2 separate regions of the Mus musculus genome follow, and region 2 is linked to region 1. The links are chromatin contacts, called in public HiCAR-type maps. All regions are on one chromosome and are shown on one strand. Each heading gives the region's core, a stretch centred on a gene start, on an enhancer-like site or on the middle of the called end of the contact. The rest is flanking DNA. Distances are from core to core; before and after follow the strand shown.

The links. HiCAR-type assays count read pairs that join an accessible place to other places.
Region 2: a contact with region 1 is called in a HiCAR-type map of astrocytes, with 2.8 times the contacts expected there. The contact joins two enhancer-like sites. A contact is called at or near these places in 1 of 15 datasets of contacts at CTCF or cohesin (the NIH/3T3 cell line), 1 of 484 Hi-C or Micro-C datasets (bone marrow-derived macrophages), 3 of 115 datasets of contacts at active chromatin or transcription factors (astrocytes, bone marrow-derived macrophages and fibro-adipogenic progenitors) and 1 of 9 other capture datasets (embryonic stem cells).

Annotation. Positions count from the first base shown.
Region 1 is chr5:99,217,203-99,220,218 of GRCm38.p6, reverse strand. Rasgef1b (RasGEF domain family, member 1B) reads left to right here. Exons shown (of 14, transcript NM_181318.4): 14 at 1,421-2,799. The coding sequence ends at 1,445. Among named protein-coding and RNA genes, the nearest start is that of Rasgef1b, 34 kb to the left of the region's middle. Within about 2 kb of position 1,683, at least 20 of the 459 cell types and tissues checked have an H3K27ac peak or open chromatin away from gene starts, as enhancers often do. A contact at or near this core is called in astrocytes, where this site is marked.
Region 2 is chr5:99,478,056-99,481,442 of GRCm38.p6, reverse strand. All of the region lies in intron 2 of A930011G23Rik (RIKEN cDNA A930011G23 gene), which reads left to right. It overlaps Gm42125 (a long non-coding RNA gene), which reads left to right. Exons shown (of 2, transcript XR_880471.1): 2 at 1-1,096. Among named protein-coding and RNA genes, the nearest start is that of Gm42125, 8.4 kb to the left of the region's middle. Within about 2 kb of position 1,737, at least 129 of the 459 cell types and tissues checked have an H3K27ac peak or open chromatin away from gene starts, as enhancers often do. A contact at or near this core is called in astrocytes, where this site is marked.

The sequences.
Region 1 (3,016 bases), core at 434-2,933:
AGAAATCAGGTCTCCTTTGGTTTGAGAGAGAGAATCTGAACTTAAAATATAATTTGTAGGTTAAAAAAACAACAAACCTTTGGCTATTCTATTAGTATTTTTAAACAAATTTGCAAGTATTTGTATTTTAAGCATGTAAGATATTTTAATAGGCCAAAAAGCAGCCAGGACATAATATAATACCAGATGATCAAGACTAGTTCAGACATACACCAAAGTCAATGCCAATATGGGCAGTGTGGTGAAATAGCCCAGACTTATAGTCTCAGCACTCAAGAAGCTGATGCAAGAGGAACTGAGTTTAAGACCAGCACAAGCTCCAGGGTCAGACCGTATGTCACAAAAACAAAGGAAAAATGGAGTATTAACTCCTTTAATTTATATTTTAGGGTGAACTTTGCCTATCATGTTTCTTCTTTGTCATCACCCTCTTCCCCCCACCTCCGGTCCCCAAACAAGCAGGGCCTTTGGTAAGATTCTTAGTACCTGAAACCTTGCCGTGGATAAGTAGACAGATTGGTTCTGCAAGATACTCAGTATCTGAATTGCTCATGGATTCCTGAGTTACAAAAACCCAAGCCTACCCATAATTTCTTTATAGTTACTCAGTTCTGGTGTAGATCAGAAGTTAGGTTGCAAATCCAAGGTTTGACAGGAAAGACTGAATAGTATAGCTCAAGGCTCTGTGCACTGCATTTAATATATGTAAACCAAAGACTTTAGCGGTGGGACTAGAACATCATGTGAGAAAGGCTGCATCCTGGCTGAATCCAGACACGCGTCCGGGGATCTGTTTACAGCCGTATAAGCTCAGGGACAATCTTTTTCTGGCCGGCGTGTGTTTGAGAGTCGAAAGCCAGGCATGTCGGCACACCTAGACCCTTAGGTCTTGGGAAGCTGGAGCAATAGAACCACATGTTTGAGGCTAGCCTGACCTACAGAGTGCGTCTGGTCTCCAGGTTCCTGCCCTGACTTCCTTTGAGGGTGGCCTGTGACGTGGAAGCGTAAGCCAAATAAACCCTTCCCTCCCCCAGTTGCCCATGGTTATTGCATTTTATCACAGCAGTTGAGGCCCTAAGACGTAAGTAAGCCTGTGAACCAGACGCGTGTCACACGTACATAAAAGTTCATTGTCATTAATGCTGTGCACTTTTTGATTTAATAGAATACCACTCAAGGTAGAGATTACCGTAGGCAGTGCTTTGGCTGTCTCCATTAATAACTAGTAAGTGTCCAGCAGTCTTGCCTGAAGGACCATTCAGGACGTCAGTCCTTGATCCCTAACCCATCATTTCAACTCTGTGAAAACGACACATTTAAAAACGTAGCAGAGATGAGCACTAAGAGATGAACACTAAGCAAGGCATTCCGAGCCAATACAACTGGACCTCTGCCTTAAAGTGTTTCCTTTATTCCACAGGTCCAGCCTTTTGGGCAGAGTTTAACATCTGGAAAATGCTGCTGCTGCTGTTGCTGCTGCTGCTGCCACTGCTGCATCAGAGGACCCTGGAGGGGCTGGCCTTTGTTTTCTGGCATCCAGTACTAGGGACTGCCTCCCAGACCCTGCAAGCAAGCCCAGCTGTAGATCAGACGGGAAATTCATTTCCCACAGCTGACAGATGGACTTGGATCTCTTTTGAGACTGAAATCGTCACTGAAGACACTTGAGGGAGAATCTTCTGAAAGCCCCGGCTCTGCGCATGATTCATCTTCTGGAATTTCCATGTGAATCACAGCTCTGCACCTGGATGGACTTTTGTTTGTGATATATTTTTTTTTTTGGCCTGAACATTTGCTGCTAATGGAACTTACACAGAGTGCGGCTCTATGGAAGCCCAAGTTTCTTTGTTAATTTAAATGAAAAAGGGAGAGGGAGGGAGGGGAAACCCCTCCCACCCACCAAGTTTGGATCCTGGACCTCAGCTTGAACAGTATTCCAGTGAGGGCAAAGATTGGGTGGGGTTCTACTGCAGACATCCCCTTACCCAGTGCGGTATTGTCAACACCCCTCCCCCGTCCCCCTCTTCCTCCAAGGCTTTGAGTTGGCTGCTGGCTAGCAAACTCCTTCTTACCCATTAAGTTATTTAATATAATAATGAAGCGCAACACTGTGGTAGGAAAATAGCCACTAGGGGGGAAAAAAGGCAGAGATTGTCACTGTCGGACTGCCCATCCTGCAGGAAGGGTCACTGTAGGATTGCTCATCCTGCGGGAAGGGACCATGTTTTCTTTACCCTTCTGAGCTGTTTACAGCTGACCACTGTGTCCTATAGATGTATTTTTCAGTAGGTTTTGTTTTTGTTGTTGTTAACTTAGTTTTCCATGATGCTGCCCCATCCCCATAAATGTAAATGCTATGACTTTAAGGGTCTTGGGGGGAGGATCCATGACCTAAACACAGTCGTTTTTTTTTTTTTTCCTAACTTATTTTTCATTATTCTCTGGAGTCAGTTGGTGGCTAAACATATAAACAAGGAATCCATTAAGAAAACTTACCTCCTCGCCCCGCAGCAGTGACCAAATGCAAACCAGGTTGCTGATAATTCTGATCAACTTTAACATCTAAATTAGGTCTGTAGTTGTTCTGCAGGCAGCCATTACGATACTCTAGGAGAAACTTTAGAGTAGTGATCCCCTGCTAATGAAAATGCACAATGCCAAGTTCCAGCCATGTTGGTTAACCCTTCTGACGCCATCCTGAGAATCAGCATGTCTTAACCGTGCGTCATCTCAACAGGCTTGGCCTGTCTCCAAGTTGTCCCTTCACAATGTCAATACATTTTAAGCTCTGCAGCCAGGAGTTGTGGCGTCTTCTTTTGCTTTCTGGATGGAATTGTGGGTGGAGGGATGGGCTCATAGCCATAGCCATTCAACTGGTTCAAAATTCATCCACTCCTGAGGGAAAGACCTTAGGAATATAGGCACAGATGCGCGTTTGTTTTCTACAAAGAAATCCTAGGCAACATTCAGCCACTAATATTTTTCAGACACAGTCTAAGGTTTGTAGGCACAGATG
Region 2 (3,387 bases), core at 488-2,987, 260 kb before region 1:
CATGAGTTCGCAGAACACTTTACTCATACAAAGAGTGAACAATCCTACCCCATTTGAGCTTCACAGCTAGGGCTGCATATTACCCCAGGCAGGACCGATGACCGGATTTGTTGACAAAAGTCAGGTTACTGTAGTAGCCTCACACCTTTCCAAGATCACAGCATAGTAACTCCCGTCAGAACTGGAACTAGAAGCCTAGCCCTTGATCTTAACAGGGCTCCACATCATTTTGATGAAGTCCTGAAAATCTGAACGTCCATCAACATCTTTCCTCTCTAACTTATTTATTTAGAGTCAGTTCCGCCTGTACTGGGTTGTTTCGATAACAAGATCTACCCTGAGATGTTAGGCGGCTCTTTCTCCTCCTGTCTAGGGAGGACATTCACGTGTTTTGCTGCATGAATCTTCCTGTGTTCAATGCCAAGATGGTCCTCAGACCATGCCTTGGTTATGTGAGCCACACTGTCTTGTGAATTGCAAGGCACCTCAGCACAAAAGCATTTTAGGTAATGACTGTAACTGTAAAGCAGGCTGCTCGTGCCATCCAACAGAAGGAAGATGCTTATGCCAATCAGATACTCTTGTTAGCACCACCATAGGTGCCATGGTATGTAATTCTGGACCAATTAGAGCATCATGAAATGCACTGAATACTGACCCAGCAGTTGTGAGAGTTAAATGAGATAATTCAGATAAAACGTTTGGCAGTGTTTGGTTCACAGAACACAGCCCCTAGCTAGAGGACGAGCCATCTTCTTTTTAAATAAACATCACATCCCCATATTGCAGATTCGAAAATGGCAGCAGACAGAAAGGTTAAGTAATTTACCCAAGGTCACACAGCTAGTGTGTGTTACCACCAGGCCTGGACACCTGACTGTCTCTCACCCACTCCCATGAGCATATGCCTAGCCAGCAGGGTAGCCAGTGGGGTGGAGAGAGTTCTTGGATCTTCCGGGGGACTCTAGAAATCTTTCCAGATCACCATTATGAGAATTAATTACTGATTCACTGGGCTGTAGCAGGTGGAAGTACTATTTAATAGCCTGCTGGTTAAGCCAGGTTTTGGAGAGAGAGAGAGAGAGAGAGGGTGAGAGAGAGAGAGAGAGAGAGAGAGAGAGAGAGAGAGAGAGAATAAAAAGAAGCATGTTACATTACTAGTCAATAGCATGTAAAATAAAAAAGCTGGAGTGATTTTAGGTAGCGTCTGAGAAACACTTTTCAAGGAGTTTTGCAAGGACAACCACACCCCACATGGATTGGATTAAGTCTTTCTGTGAATCATAGCAAAGAAAGGAAAAAAAATTCCCAGGGTCCTTCCAGGCTTCTCTCTGTCAGGTCAATGGAATCTGTGGTATCAGATAATTTTTATGACAAATTACAAATTCCCATCACTCACACCCAAGCCTGTTTGCCTGAGTGTTTGCCAGAGTCTTTTCCTTCTAGGTCTCTTCTCTTCGAGCACAGGCTGCCTTGGAAATGAATGGCAGGCCCTTTGAGGGTGGGCTGAGACAGAAGAAGGCCGTCCTGGGAGCTGAGAGGAAACCAGAGTTAGAGAGGGCTGCTGCCATCGGCTGATTGGGGTGGAGTGGGGGAGGGCTTCCTTGTCCAGCTCCCCCTACCGCACAGATGGCAGAGGCAGAGGAGCCCCAGCATCGGGTGTTTGCGGTCTGTCAGGACAGGCTGGCAAGAAAGCGAGCCCCCCTTGGAAGCTAAGCCTGAGATTAAGAAGGCCTGGCTGATTGTGTTGGCAGCTGCCGCAGCTCGCCCCTGTGCAGAGCCGGACGAGCAGGGCGGCACACGTCTGGCTTGATTTGCTCTTTGGGGCGCGGCACTTGAAAGGTGGCCCCTCCCCCCAGACTCCTTGACATTTGTCCAGAGATTAATTGGGCCTAATCCCCTTCTTGGAAGAATAGGCTGGAGAGTTTGTATTCCGGGAGGGTGAAGGGAGGCAGGCCGGGACTGCAAGCAGTAATGAAGGAGCTGGGGCTTGCTGGACGCAGGGGAAGAAAAGAGCAAATATCTCTGCTGTTCCTGGATGAGGCTGACAGGTGGGCAGGGAGACTGGGCGCCTCTGTGCCGCCAGCCCTTGCCAGAAGGTCTGTGCTCAGCAGCAGTAAGGACTCTTGACAGCACCAGCTGTCACTCAGGGAGGAAGCAGTCCCAGGACACCTTGGCCTGTCTTTCTTTCTTTTGTACCAGGCACAGAGGGTGAGAGTCTCAAGACAGGCCATCCTGACAGGGGAAGACACACTTTGCCGGGACGCTTACACTTAAAATTTGTATTGAACCAGGCATTAAAATAAACACCACTTCTTATTTTAGATTCTTTTTTTCCTTGAGGGAAGACAGGAGCAATGGACAGCTTCCTCATGCTTCAGAATAGCTTGTTGTGTGCCAGGGTAACCAGCCCAAACATTTACACAGTTAACGGCTCATTCCTAAGAAGCAACATAGGACAGGGCTTGCTTTGTTTCCATTTTACTATTGTCGGGACTTCAGTTCGGTCATCTGTACATGGTGGCAGCAAGAAGCAAGCTCAGGCATCTGGCTTGGGGCCTATCTATTTACTCCACAAGGCTGCACAGCCAGCAGGGATAAGCGTTTGGCCTAGATTATCTCCAGGTTAGAACAAGACTGAAAGTCCTTCAGAAGATACCACATCCAGGGAACTGAGGCTAACAAGCCACAGGAATAGCAAAGGCCCCTAATAAACTCAGAAGTCTACATGCCTATCGTATTACAGGTGGGAATCACCTCCAGCTAGTGACCGTACCCACTGTGCGCTGTTTCTGTGTAGAATATAGCAGACACCGGCGTAATGGAAAGGAAAGATGGGTGCCTAACCAAAGGTGCATATAAGGAGTCGGTAGGGATTAGGTTGATGGCCATCACGAGAAGTATTAATAATGAGTCAGGGCAGGGTGAGAGGACATCTAGAAAGGTTTGAGAGCATCCCTGAGAGCATCATTTGTCAGAGGCAAGATGACAAGAGCACAATGTCTGCTCAGAAGAAAAGTGAACGTACAAGTGAGAACCATTATGGGAATTCGGGGCGGTCTTTGTTGGCTTTGAGCATAGTTCTCATTCCTTCACATTGGAGCATCTCTCTTAATTCTTACTTAATCCTTCCCTGTCAGACAAGTCACTAGCCCAAGATGGACATGTGACAAAGCTGTTTCTCTGCAACACGTGTGATGTCCAGAGGGTCACTTTCCAGGTAGCCTGTTGGTTGTCACCATCTCTCCAGCAGAAGGTGGCAAGGGTGGTGAGGGGAATGGAGGTCCTGTCTCTCAGCTCTGCTCTCAGGCCCTTCTCTACTTTGCTGCCAGGACAGTTCATTTTGTCATACCCAGGATCAGTCTCTTTGCCAAAGGGGAAAACATT